2 separate regions of the Mus musculus genome follow, and region 1 is linked to region 2. Evidence: chromatin contacts called from public promoter capture Hi-C data. All regions are on one chromosome and are shown on one strand. The core of a region is the stretch at or near the end of the contact, and the rest is flanking DNA. Distances in the headings are between cores, read along the strand shown. Region 1 holds the start of Spindoc (spindlin interactor and repressor of chromatin binding). Region 2 holds the start of Rps6ka4 (ribosomal protein S6 kinase, polypeptide 4).

Region 1 (6,872 bases), core at 4,200-6,699, 540 kb before region 2:
CCTGCTAGCCGAGAGTGGCTCATGCCTTTAATTCCAACACTCAGGAGGCAGAGGCAGGCGGATTTCTGAGTTCGAGGCCAGCCTGGTCTACAAAGTGAGTTCCAGGACAGCCAGGGCTATACAGAGAAACCCTGTCTCGAAGAAAAAAAAAAAAAAATCCGCCTACCTCTGCCTCCCAAGTGCTGGGATTAAAGGCGAGTGCCACCACTGCCCAGCACTTTGGGGTATTCTCACTCAGCACTGAATACAAAGTAGTGTTGACCTCTCCATGGAAGATGGGCTAGAGTTTTCCCTCTGTGACTTCTGTTTGATTTGGTTTCTTCAAGAATATGTTGGAATTAGTGTTCTAGACCCTTTCATTCACTAAACAGCTCTTAAAGTTCTGAGAGGGGCTGAGAGATGGATGGCTCAGTAGTTTTAGAGCACTTGATTTTGCAGAGGACCAGGGTCCTATTCCCAGCACCCACAAGGTGGCTCATAATCATCTGGAACTCTAGTTCCAAGGATGTCAGTGCCCTCTGTTGGCACTGGGCACACACATACATATATGTAGGCAAAAAACAACAAAAACACTCCTACATGTAAACTACATGAATCCAGAAAAATCTTTAAGGTTTCCAATAGGCAATGTAATACTATGGTGTTAAGGGCAAGGAAGAGGCTAAAAAGAACTAGTGAGCCCTGCCCTGGCAACAGTCATGTTCAACTGGAATTAATCAACTTTAGTCTATTAAGTCTAGAATATTACATGTTACTATAGGAACTTATATTGATAATTTTAGAATTTAGTTTCTTTGAAAAACATAGAAATAATATAAGAATGTGTTTTCCTTTTGACCCTAGGTATAGGGATATGGGCAGGTTTCATAATCTCCACAACAGCTAACCATGATTTGCCTAGTCCTCTAGCAAAAGCATGGTTTTGCCAGCTGCAGATAATTTCTGAGACTGTGTGATATTTGGAATTCTGGGAATTTTTCAGAGTATATAAATGCTAAAGCCCCAAGAGATGGTTGGTGGTCATTTAGGGAGATTATTTGCAGTTTGTTATTAGCCATGGTCAAAGAAGAAACAAAAGGAAAGAAATTAAATTTAAGAAATTTTCTAATTCCTCTCTCCCCTTCTTTCTCCTCTATCCTTGTTCCTTTGCTATCTACTGTTAGGGGGTGAAACTGGGGTGGGGGGGTAAACAGCAAGGGGAAAAAACACAAAGTAACAAGGACCAGGTATAAGTGGCATCCAACATATGGCTCAATAAAGAGAAAATGGGAGATTTTATTTCAAATACCATAGAGGAAATGTCAGGGAACAAAAGAGTAGTTTGTTTGTTTGTCTGTTTGAGTTTTTTTTTTTTTTTTTTTTTCAAGACACAAGCAAAGAAATTATTGCAGCTGCTAGTGTAGTGCCAGGGAAAAGTTAGTGATCCTCCAAAAACCAGACAGGAGCTGTATTCACACTAACTGGGGGTGGGGGTGGGGGTCATCGTGCTGCTGTCATGCAGGACAGTTTTGGTGGTGGGTGAGCCCCGAATGTCTATGGGGCAAACTTTATAAGTGTGCAAGCATCTACTTGGAAAGCTACTGTGGCCTTTAACATAATTGGCTAGTGCCAGGAGTCATATCATAAACTCAATTTCTGCTCCCCTCTGCAGAGGTGGTCATTAGGCAGGCTTGTAACCTGCGGGTGTAGGTTTGTTGGGGAATAACCTGGAGACTTGTTGAGGGTGTAACCTGGAGACACTGTACTTGTTGGAGATTAGCCTAGAGGCTGGAGCTAGGCTCGGGTTTTGTTGGGGGGCAACTTAGAGACTAGTGCTAGGTACCAGCCTGTTAGTTTACCTGAGTTCAAACATAGGCCAGGTTCTCTAAAATGGAGTCTGAACTTACAAATTTGGCCTATCACTACCACTGGGATATATCCCACTTTGCTTTCGGAGGGGATTTTCTGTTTTTTTCCTTTCCTTCTTTTTATATTCAGTTTCAGAAAAGGTTGAAAGAATGTCTGAGCAGTTGGAAAAGTTGTGTGTGGAAGTGGAGGATCCTGAGAAACAACAACAACAACAACAAAATGGCTGAAATGGGAAAACAAAAGGGGTTGCTCTGCTCTCCTGCTTCTGAACAGGTTGCAGAGTTGGCTGTGCCGCTGGAAAAATTATGGGTGGAAATGGACACGATGGGGAGGCAGGAGCACAAGAAAAGGGAGAACAAAAGGCTTGGCCCTGGTGACTGAGCAAGACAGCAGGAGTTTCTTGCAGGAGGAAAGAGGAAAGGAAACTGTGCCAGAGAGGGAGGAGGGGTGGCCCTGGGATAGGAGATCACCACCATCAGCTTTCACAATAGTCATACAGCATATGCCTGTTAATGGTGTGGAACAAGGTTATGACAAGATAGGATGGTGTCTTGTAGAAATGATAGGTATAAGCCATGGTTTGGGGACTAGAGAAATGGCTCAGTGGTTAAGAGCACTGACTGCTCTGGCTCACAACCATCTGTAACGAGATCTGATGCCCTCTTCTGGTGTGTCTGTAGACAGCAACAGTACACTCACATACATAAACAAATAAATAAATAGATCTTTTTTTAAAGCCATGATTTCATAAGTGGTGCACTCGCCTTAAGTGAAACAAATTCTAAATAACTAGTTTACTCAAAATACAATTATTTTGTATTTTGAAAAGTCTGAACAAAACCCACAATCCCTGAGCTTCCCAAATTCAGGATTTAAAAATCCTACCAATCCTCACCTGGAAATATCTAACTAGAAAGCTCTGCCCAGTAAGAACCTGTGTCAGTTCCTTGCTGTTCACTCCCAGTAGCAGAGGCAGCCACCCCTGGGCCCTCCACACCCTTGATCCTCCCAATAAATCTCTTATTATGGAATTTGCTACCTGTTGTGACTCATAGAAAGAAGCCAAGAAGCAATGAGAAGTGAAATGGAACAGGACTGAGGCTCCTTAGCTTAGCTGGGGATTCCCTCCTCTGGGAGCTGCTGTGAGGTTCCTGGGCTTCCCTGTTCTTGGGCTTTTGAGTCCCAGGATGCCTTTCTATTTGAGCAAGAAGGCCAACAGAGGAGAGAAAAGGATATCAAGGAAAGGAAAGAGACCCTGAATAAAGTGGGAGGTTAGAAAGGGATGATGCTATCATTAGACTACTTCCTGCTGATTAGGGGTGTCAGGTTCCTTGGGGCAAGTTTGATCTTTGCCACCGGGATATCTAATTTCTCGTTTCTTCTTTGTGTGGGACTACTTAAACTGACCAAAAACCAACTGACAACTCCCCAACTATACACCACCTCCTCCACCACTATCACCACAAATTCCACCCTACCATTTATATACCCTCTCAGAAATCCTCAGAATTCCAAATGTCACATAAATGCAGAAACTATTTGCAGCTGACAAAATCACACCCCTGCTAGAGCATGAGGCAAACCATAGTCAGCTGCTGTGGACAAATCGAAGCAGCCCCATATCCCACACCTGGGATTAAAATTATATATATATATATATGAGAGAGATTCTCTGTGTAGTCCTGGCTGTCCTGGAACTCATTCTGTAGACCAGGCTGGCCTTGAACTCAGAAATCTGCCTGCCTCTGCCTCCCTAGTGCTGGGATCAAAGGCGTGGGCCACCACTGCCTGGAGTATTCTTATATTTTTGTGTTTTATTTTCCCAAAGAAACTAAAATTCCAAAATTGTCACTTACACTCGTGATGGCCAAAGAACTAGTCTATTAAGTATATGGTAGAGGGCTAGTGACAAACCAGTGTACAATCCCCAGAGCCCACACAAAGACGAGAACCAGCTCCCCGAAGCTGTTGCTCTAGCCTTCAGACAAGTACTCTGGTGCACAACCCATAAGAAAACAAATATATATAATTAAATAAGAATCTGGTGCAATACTAGGGCTACCCATCGCTTTGGAATCAAACAAGAAATAGGAACCACAGGGTGACCCAAGTGACAGGGTGACAGAAGGGCTGGAAGCCCAACAGGGAAGTGACACAAACCAAGGACTCACAAAGACACTGGAGACACAGCCTCACCTGCTCAGGAGGAGTTAGAACTCAGGAGGGACAGAGGGAGGGAAATAACAGGCTTTTCTTTTTCTTGCCTTTCAGGCCTTAGTCACAATCTCCCGGAAGCTTGAGTCCTGTAGCCAGCCCACTGCAAAAACAGAACAGACTACCTACCCAGAGGCATTGGGCAAAAAGCAAAGAACAGCCTTTAGGTAAGAACTATCCAGGCCTAGGAAATTGCTTGATTTGGAGTATCTTTTTAGTACTGGGTACATTTCAAAGTAATAGAAATTTCCTCAGTTCTTTCTATTGTGGCTGCTGTATGTGGTGTCAGCTCAGACCTTTAATCCTTGTGCCAGGGGAATGGAGGGAGGAGGAAAAGGTTTGGGGCAAGCAGGGTTACACAGATTCCAGGTCAGACTGACATGAAAGTGAGTCCTTATCTCAACAAAATAAAAGCTGGTTATGCAGTGGATGGGGGGGGGGTGGGTATGCCCAGGGCGCGCGCGCACACACAAACACACACACACACACACACACACACACACACACACACACACACAATATACGGTAAGTGAACTGTTTCTCTTCTGTCCCCTAGCCTCCTACATCATCCACAATTACTGTTTCTGGGCTGATAATTACTGTTGGTAGCACTTAAAATCAGAATTTTGAGTGCCAGACATTTTTGCCGTTTCTCAGCTGAAATCTAGCGTGTCTGGTGTGTGTATGTGTGTGGGGAGGGGATGTTATGCAGAAGTGTAAGTGCCCATTGTGACAGTCTTCACTCAGGCACGAATGCCAGGCAGCAGCGCCATAGCAACCGGATCCCGGTCTTGGAGGCTCTCAGGGGATTTGCTGTGTCCTGGGAAAAGGCCACACTCTCTGGACTCACGTTTTTTGTTTTGTTTTGTTTTTAACGTAAATTATATCCATCGGAAGCGGTTTACACACGCCCACACGCCACTCTTGTCCTCTTCATCTTCTAGAATCTTTGTTTAGGAGGATCCAAAGTGATTTTTCTTTCCCTAAAGCGTATGTGCTAGTAGAAAGGAACGAGGCCCAAAGAAATTAGAAGAGATGTCTCCACACTTCTGAGCCTATGTATCCTTCACACATCCCCACCGGTCTTTTCTCGTCTGTGTTGCCTCCCAGGCAGGCAGCTAGTCAGGGGAAAGCCAAGAAGTAAGATGCCGAGCAGCCCTTTCCTCCAGCCATTGGTGGGGATGCCCTACCGGGTCTCCAAGGCTGCCGGCGCCGCTCCCAGGAAAACTCCAGGCTTCGCCGCCGAGCAAACCGGCCAGAGACAAACGCGCTGCACAGGGTTCTGGCCCAGACCTGTGGCTGGGGCGGGGCTAGGGGGCGTGTCCTCACGTGATTGGCCAGCCTGGTCTGGAGGCGGGACTGCCGGACGGACGCTGACAATGAGCCTCCATAAAAGGGAGCGGCGGGGTTGGGGGCCCCGGATCGAACCCTCCCCGCCCGGGGTCGTGACGCGTTGAAGCCCGTGGCTGGCGGGGCGGCCGGGCGAGCGGCGGGTGAGCTAGGCGAGCCGCGGGCCCGGGGTGGTCCGGGGCAGGAGGCGGCCGCCACAGGCGGTGCGCCGAGGTCTGTGCGAACGTCCTCGGCTATCCGGTCGCCCTTCTTCGCCTCGCCATGGCCCTGAAAGCCAAGGGCGCCGCGGCTCTGGATTGCTTCGAGGTGACGCTCAAGTGTGAGGAAGGGGATGATGACGACGAGGCCGTGGTGGTGGCCGTGATCCCGCGGCCCGAGCCGATGCTCCGAGGTGAGGGGGGGGACACCTCACTTCCGCTTGGTGGTCCGGGACTAGATCTCCAGGTCCCGGTCCCCGGTTCCCGGTCCCCAGGCGCTTCCCTGGGCCGGCATCTGCAGCCCCAGAGGGCCCTTCCCTGTCCGGTCCGCGGCTACGGCGCCCTCGCTCCTCCCCCACCGGGTTTGGAATCCCAGGCCTCTCGGAGCCCCCCTTCCTCCGCCGCCCCTCCCCCGCTCAGGGTCTAGAGACTTCCATCCACACCGAAGGAGCGGTTCAGGTCTTCCGGTTCCCTGCGCCCCCTCGGGCCCAGAGTAGAGGCCGGATTCCCAGTACAGTGGTTTGTGCCCGGCTGTTGTCTCCCGGTTCCGGTCTGTTTCTTAGGCCGAGGGGCGACCAGGCCTCTAGGCCCCAGGCTAGTCCCCCGTAGTGATAACGGAGGTGAAGGCTGGCGCGGCTGGCGACCTCCAGAGAGGGGAAATAACCCAGTAAGTAGAAGCCTCCACCCGTCCTCAATCCTCTAGGCCTTCTGTTTCAGGAGCCACAGGTGTCAAGTCTAAAACCCGGCATTTGAATGGAATTGCTAGTAGCACCCCGTTTGAGAAAAGCGGGACTTGCTTGGGGGTGGGTAACAAGCCATGTCATCTACATGGAGATTAGTCACCAAAGGAGGTGTTTGAGGGACAATCTGGGAATACATTGCTCTCCCTTCCCGTCCTCCTTCCCCAGCCTCTCTGGTCCAAAGGAGAAAACAAAGAGCTACCTTTGTGGAAGATAATTAGTCATGAAAAATGCAAATATTTCCTTAGGGTGGAATACCTGTTTCCCTTAAGCATGACAGTACCCAGAATAGATTGAGAACCAAATTGGTCATTGTGTTTCTTTAACTCATTTTTGGAGATGGGAGGGAAGGTTAGGAAATTGGGGGGTGGGGCACATTCCTCTCACTGTTTGGTGCATCACACAGGTTATTTTTTACTTGTGCTGGTTTATAGAGTGCTTAACCAAGATGGCTTCATCACTGTGAGAGGGAAGTAGACATCTACAGAGGTTCATTCTTCAGCTTTAGTGGGCAGCTATATGC
Region 2 (6,749 bases), core at 127-2,626:
GCTGGGATTAAAGGTGTATGCTACCTTCTTAAAATATTGGGATGCTAGCATGAGACCTTAAGGACAAATAAGAAAGGAAAGGCTATGCTTTAACACAGACGAGCTGACGGGGTGAAATGTCATAGTTCTTTTGTCAAACTAGACACCTAGGTAGAGGGAACCTCACAGCTGAGAGACTGCTTCCAGCAGATTAGCCCATGGGCATATTTGTGGAGGCATTTTCTTGATTGCAAATTGATTATAGGAAGGCCTAAGTCACTGTGGGTGATACATCCCTAGCTAGATGGGCTTGGGTTATGTAATAAAGCTAGCTGAAAAAGTCAAGGGATGAAAGTCAGTAAGCAGTGCTCCTCATAAGCAGTGCTCCTCATCATAAGCAGTGCTCCTCCATGGTCTCTGCTTCAGTTCTGATCTCCAGGTTCCAGCCTTGAGTTTCTGCCTTGACTTCCCTCAGTTATGGACTGTAGCCTGCAAACCAAATAACTGCCCCTTCCCCAAGCTGCTTTAAGTCAGAACGTTTTATCACAGCAACAAAGAAGCAAACGAATACAGGGACAATTAGGCTGGGTGGCAGGATGTGAGTCAGGGCACCCGAGGCTGCCCCAGGGAGGGTGGGGCTCCCTGGGAAAGGTGGAGTGGGGTCCTTGTGCAATCAGCCCTGCAGGCTCCCTCTTTAATTCTTTTTGAAATTACATTTATTTTATATTATGCCATATGTTTGCATTGTATGTAGGTGCAGGCACTTAGATCTAAGGGCAGCTTGTGGAAGTCGGTTCTTTCTTTTTACCATGTGGGAGGGAACTAGGCATCCAACTCAGTTGGTCTCCTTTGGGGCAAAAGCAACTTTACCCATGTAAAGTGGCTTCCTGTTTCTGAAGTGTACTCTCAGGATGCCCATTGCCGGCCCAGCATCAAGAGCCTAGGGCTCCTGTGTCCAGGGAATATAAAGATCTCCAGTGTATTTGCTGAGCTTAACGAGTGTAACGAGTGGTCCTAAAGAAGGAAGTGGGCTGTGATTTGTGTCTGTTGGCTAAGAGGAGCAGAAGAGGCAAGGCTGCCACGTGGGAGGGAGGGCTCCATCAGCCTGGGTGGGCAGCCCTCCTCAAATCCTGGGACACAGACCTCTAGTGTCCTCCATATCCTGCTGGACAGACACCTGGCTAGGAGGCTTACTCCAGCTGCAGCCACATGTCACCCAAAGGCCCTGCACGGCTCTCACTGGTCCCGGGGCCAGGAGACCCTGCCACCGTCTGATGCTTCCCACCCGCAGCCCCGCTCCGTCACGTTCCAGCCGCCTGACTCAGGCCGCACGGGGCGGGCTGGGAGCCGGGAGGCGGTGCCGGCGCCCGCTCGGCCCCAGAGGCGGCACCAGGAAGCACCCGCCCCGGCCGGAGCCGCCATGTAACCGGCGCCGCCCGTAGCCCCAGCCGCGCGGGCCCCAGCGACCCGCCCGCCATGGGAGACGAGGATGAGGACGAGGGCTGCGCCGTGGAGCTGCAGATCACCGAAGGTGGGTGCCGGATCCCGAGGCGGCTCTCCCGGACGGGTGGCAAGAGTCAGCGACCCTCTGGGCTCACTCGCCCCCCTGTGTCCGCAGCCAACCTCACCGGGCATGAGGAGAAGGTGAGCGTGGAGAACTTCGCGCTGCTCAAGGTGCTGGGCACGGGAGGTGAGAAACCGCTTTCACTGGCATGGTGCTTTGGGCCTTCTGCCCGCCCACTCGCCTGGACCTGGGCCTGGGCCTGGTTGCTGGGGAGGTCCCCCCACCCTTTCCCGGCATAGCTCCCCTTGCCCGCCCCGCCCTACCGTACCAGGGTTCCGAGCCTACTTGCCGGGCGTCCACGTTGACAGGACTCTTCTCTGCAAAGTCCTATGCGTGCGTGCCCCCTGCCGCGATTTCCTAGCCTCTTTGGGGTTTTGACTCCCTCCCAAGAGCTTTGCACAGCTTCTCTCCCCATCTTCCCTTGCGAGCCCCACTCTTGTATTTTGCAAATTCCCCAGTCCGGGTTTGCACATCCCTCCGCTGACTGGGAGCGCGCCTCTGCCTCCGGTGCCAGCGTTTTCATCTTTTCTCAGCTCTCTTGATCATCCCAGGTTTGCACGTGCCCCGCCCCTTCCCCGCCCCGCAGGCCTTCTGGAGTTGCAAGCTCCCCAGGCTAGTTTGCACTGCAAATTGCTTTTCAGGCTTAACCGAGCACCCTCCAGGGAGGGCTCACCTTCTCCTTAGAAGGCTCTGTCAGCCTTTTGCACCCCCCTTCCCACCAGTCTGCACCGCCCTCGCACTTACAGCCCACCTTCCAACCGCTTGCTTGCTGCTCCCACAGCCTATGGGAAGGTGTTCCTGGTGCGGAAGACGGGTGGGCACGACGCGGGCAAGCTCTATGCCATGAAGGTGCTACGCAAGGCGGCGTTGGTGCAGCGCGCGAAGACACAGGAGCATACCCGCACCGAACGCTCGGTGCTGGAGCTGGTTCGCCAAGCACCCTTCCTGGTCACACTGCACTACGCCTTCCAGACGGATGCCAAGCTGCACCTCATCCTGGGTGAGGGCCTGTCACATCTCAGCTTTGGAGAGGGACGGGAGTTAGATTAGGCTACCTTGTAGGGAAACATTTCAACGTCTCCTCACTCCCAGACTACGTGAGCGGTGGTGAGATGTTCACTCACCTCTACCAGCGCCAGTACTTCAAGGAGGCTGAGGTTCGAGTGTATGGGGGCGAGATTGTGCTGGCCCTGGAACACCTGCACAAGGTAAGAGACGGCCCTGCCTTTTGGCTGCTCTCCTGGGACTGCCCTGAACCTAATGAGGGGCTTCCTGTTTCAGGGGTGGCCTGGGCGGGGACCTTGAAAGAACTGCTTGAGACAGCACTACCTGGAAGGGTCTTCTGCTCCAGAACCTTCTGGAAGGGGCTTTCCTCCAACAGGAACCTAGGCTAACCTTCATCGGACTTCCTTAAGTGGTGACCTCAGACCTCAGTTACCAAGACCTCTGAAATGGGGCTTTTTGTTCACACTCCTGGGCGCCTTGGGGCCTGTGCACAGGACTTCTCAATGCAGGGTACCTTTGGTGGCCCTTCTTGAGTCCCTTCTTACTTGCTTTTATTTTGTGCATGTGTGGTGTGTGTATGTGCATATGTGCCAGAGCACATGTGTGGGTCAGATTCTGTGACATTAACAATATCCTTCCACCTTTGCATGGGTTCTGAGATCCATCTCAGATTGCCGGCACTCTCTCTGCTGAGCCCTCTCGATGGTCCCCTGTTTAACTCTTCCTGTAGCCATCTCATGTAGCCCAAGCTGGCCTTCAGATCCCTGTGTAGTCAAGATGACCTTGAACTTCGAATCCTGCAGCCCTTGTCTCTTTGAGAGTTCAGGCTTGTTGATCACTCCTGGTTTCATGGGGTGCTGGGGACCCAGCCCAGGGCCCCATGCTAGGTGCTCTTCTAACCAGTCCCACCCAGCCTTGGTCCTTATTTTTTTCTCTTTGATCTCTTCCTTTTCCTCTTTGTTCGTTGTTTTGTTTTGAGGGTCTTGCTCAGTAACCCGGCTCTCCTGGTAATTGCTGGCTAACCTCGGCTAGCCTCAGCTGGCTGCCTTAGCCTCCTGGGCACTAGGAGGATAGGCATGAGTTTACATGCCTGGATCCAGTGGCTTTTCTTATCTAATAACTAGCTCTGCCCAGCTTTATCCTGCCCTGGAGTTCTCCCTGCAGGTGAAAGATCTTCAGGGCATCTCTTTATCCTACGTGGGGACCTACAGGGACCCGCAGGGACCCACAGGGCTGTGGCTGTGTAGTGTGTCTCTCAGGGTGGCACTCAACGTCCCATCTGCTCCTGACAGCTGGGTATCATCTACCGGGACCTGAAGCTGGAGAACGTCTTACTTGACTCAGAAGGTCACATCGTCCTTACAGACTTTGGGCTGAGCAAGGAGTTCCTGACGGAGGAGGTGAGTGAGTGGCGCTCCCAGCCAGGCCTTTGACCTGCTCCCTCCGTGTCAGCCCCCTGGGAGGGGGCTGCAGAGTGGTCGGGTACCAAGGTTCCCACTGTTTTCCCAGAATCTTCTAATTTGAGCAAGTTCTGCTCTAAGCCTTTAGGGCCCTTGGGGTAGGGGTGAAGCTAAGGTATACAAATAAGGTATACAAATGGGTCCTCTTGGCTTCTCAGAAAGAGCGGACCTTCTCCTTCTGTGGCACAATCGAGTACATGGCTCCCGAAATCATCCGAAGCAAGGCTGGACATGGCAAGGTGGGTTGTCAGGGTGAAGGTGGCAGGGGTGGGGCTAGTGCACAAGGCCTTCACTCTGGCCCTGCTCCATAGGCTGTGGACTGGTGGAGCCTGGGTATCCTGCTCTTCGAGCTGCTGACAGGGGCCTCACCCTTCACACTGGAGGGAGAGAGGAACACTCAGGCTGAGGTGTCCCGGTGAGTTGTACAGGTCATGGAGGGTAGCTGAGGGCTATACGGCCTTCCTGGGCTGGGCTGGGAGGGGGCTTGCTGCCCCTGACACCCCACCCATCCTCCCAGACGGATCTTGAAGTGCTCCCCTCCCTTCCCTCTCCGGATTGGGCCTGTGGCACAGGACCTGCTACAGCGGCTGCTGTGCAAGGACCCTAAGAAGAGGTTGGGCGCAGGTCCCCAGGGTGCGCAGGAAGTCAAGAGTCACCCCTTCTTCCAGGTGAGGCTTTAATGTATGACCTCATAGGTCCTTCACCTCTGAAGGCCGGGCTGCAGCATGGGGAGCACAAATGTATTCCATCTTTTCCGATGTTACACACAATAAGAGGTCAAAGGGCAGAATGTGCAGACCCCACTGTCCTCAGGGCACTCACTGGGCAGCTCCCTGGGAATGCGTGAACTAGCACGGAGCCTTCACATGTGATCTCACTGAGTGGCCTTTCCTAGCTGTTGTCTTCTGTTTATATACAGTCATCAGATTTGGCATCTATCTGACATGCAGCAAGAGCATCCATCCATTTGTGGGTATCCCCTGTGGCCAGGCACAGGTCCCTCCTGCCTCCATGCTGGGATCCTAGCCTTGGAGGGTCTCCAGGGGTGCTCTCAGAGCAGAGTCTTCCTCTCCCGGGCCAGCATGGCCCCAGGTAGAGGCATGGGCAAGACTAGAACACAGAATGGAGCTGACCAGGGTCCACTTCCTTCAGTGAATTTCTGGAACACCCCCCTCCCCCATCTCAGACTGCTGGGAGAGTGCTCACCTGTCTATCATCCTGCAGAAGTCCCCAAGGTCTTTGAGGCTTGGCACTTGACATGGTGTCCTCTCCCTTCTGCCCTTTCTTTGGACAAAGATCTTTGGAGGCTACTGCACATACACACTTACCCGACATCGCACACATACAAACACACATGCATATATATGTGCACATACAATGGGGTAGTGGTGAGGAGAAGAAATCCAGACCAGGTTGTCTTTGAGAATCCAAGCTCATTCATTCATTCATTCATTCTGTCTGTCTGTCTGTCTGTCTGTCTCTCTGTTCTTCCATATTTAGATATGGCATCCATTTTTAGGGTTGCTTTGTGACTCCAAAGGGATGACTATGTAGCCTGCTTTCCAGGACGGAAGTGGGAGGAGGAAGGGCAGGGTTTGCAAGCTTCTCACCTTCCCTTCAAGGTGCTTTCCTAGGCTCCACCTGACAGTATTTCCTTGCAAGCTATTGGGCACAACCAGCTACAAAGAAGTGTCTGTAAGATGGTGCATCTTGGTTGTATTGGAATTATGATGCTAAAAAGACAGGAAAGCGGATGCTGGCAGAAGCTTAGTTAGTTCTGCCACCTTAGCTTAAACATATCAAAGAGCAGGTGCTCATTCCCAAAAGGGAGGACAACTTGTAGGGATGGGTTTTCTCCTTCCACTGTGTGACTGTGAGGCTTGGGGGTGAGTGCCCCCTTCCAGGGCGCTGTCTCACCTGCGTGTTTAGTCTCCTTGTCGTTAGGAGAATTCATTCTCCAGCCCAAGTGCCACATGGTAATTATACATAGGTTGCAGAATGGCGAAGGAAGCTTTAGAGAGGCTTCCCTGCTGAGGCTGTCCTGAAGTCTGAGCAGTTCAGGGCCAGGCTGAAGTGGGCTGAACGTCCCTGAAGAAGAAGCTATGGGGGCGCTTGGGTGACAGTCCTCTGCTGTGGCAATTTGCCTGGATGAGGTTGTCACCTGTGACCCAGTGACTAGTTAGCAGGGCAGCCACAGTTTGATCATAGGATCCTTCTTTTCACAGTCCCAGGGGAAGGACTTCCTTTAGATGTGATATGCTCAGTGTCTGATCTTTCTGACACCCACCAGGGTCTCAAACTCCCTATGTGTTTCTGACTCTCCTGACTCCACCCTCCCCAGTTTTAGGATGATAGGCATGCTCAGTTCATGCATTCTGAGGATCAGACCAGGATTCTGTGTGCATCTAGGGAGGCACACTCCCGCCTGAGCTTCGCCCTCCCTCAGGGCTTGCTACATTTCCAGGTGTCCTTATTTATTAGATACAAATGTTTATCAGCTTGTGCCTCTGGCTGTGCTGGCAGGTGGCAGTTGTTTGCTTGTATAAAGGAGATGTAACGGTCATTCTTTCTCAGCAGTTAGATTCAAAATGGAGTAGCACACGCCAAGGCTGTGTCATTATATTATAAAGTAGTCATTCAAGGTTAGGCACAGGCTGAAAGGTTCCGTTCCATACCACAGAGAAAGCAGAGTGGATCACCTTGTTCTCACCCTTAACCTCTGTTCCCAGGGTCTGGACTGG

The links. Promoter capture Hi-C pulls out the DNA fragments that hold promoters and counts their contacts.
Region 1: a contact with region 2 is called in a promoter capture Hi-C map of liver, with 2.8 times the contacts expected there.

What each region holds. Positions count from the first base shown.
Region 1 is chr19:7,381,603-7,388,474 of GRCm38.p6, reverse strand. Spindoc (spindlin interactor and repressor of chromatin binding) reads left to right here and starts at 5,449. Exons shown (of 6, transcript NM_001033139.3): 1 at 5,449-5,803. The coding sequence starts at 5,674. It overlaps 1700105P06Rik (RIKEN cDNA 1700105P06 gene), which reads right to left and starts at 5,472. Exons shown (of 1, transcript NR_045703.1): 1 at 4,914-5,472.
Region 2 is chr19:6,835,254-6,842,002 of GRCm38.p6, reverse strand. Rps6ka4 (ribosomal protein S6 kinase, polypeptide 4) reads left to right here and starts at 1,376. Exons shown (of 18, transcript NM_019924.2): 1 at 1,376-1,510; 2 at 1,598-1,669; 3 at 2,325-2,543; 4 at 2,636-2,751; 5 at 3,841-3,948; 6 at 4,167-4,247; 7 at 4,320-4,423; 8 at 4,526-4,676; 9 at 6,738-6,749. The coding sequence starts at 1,456.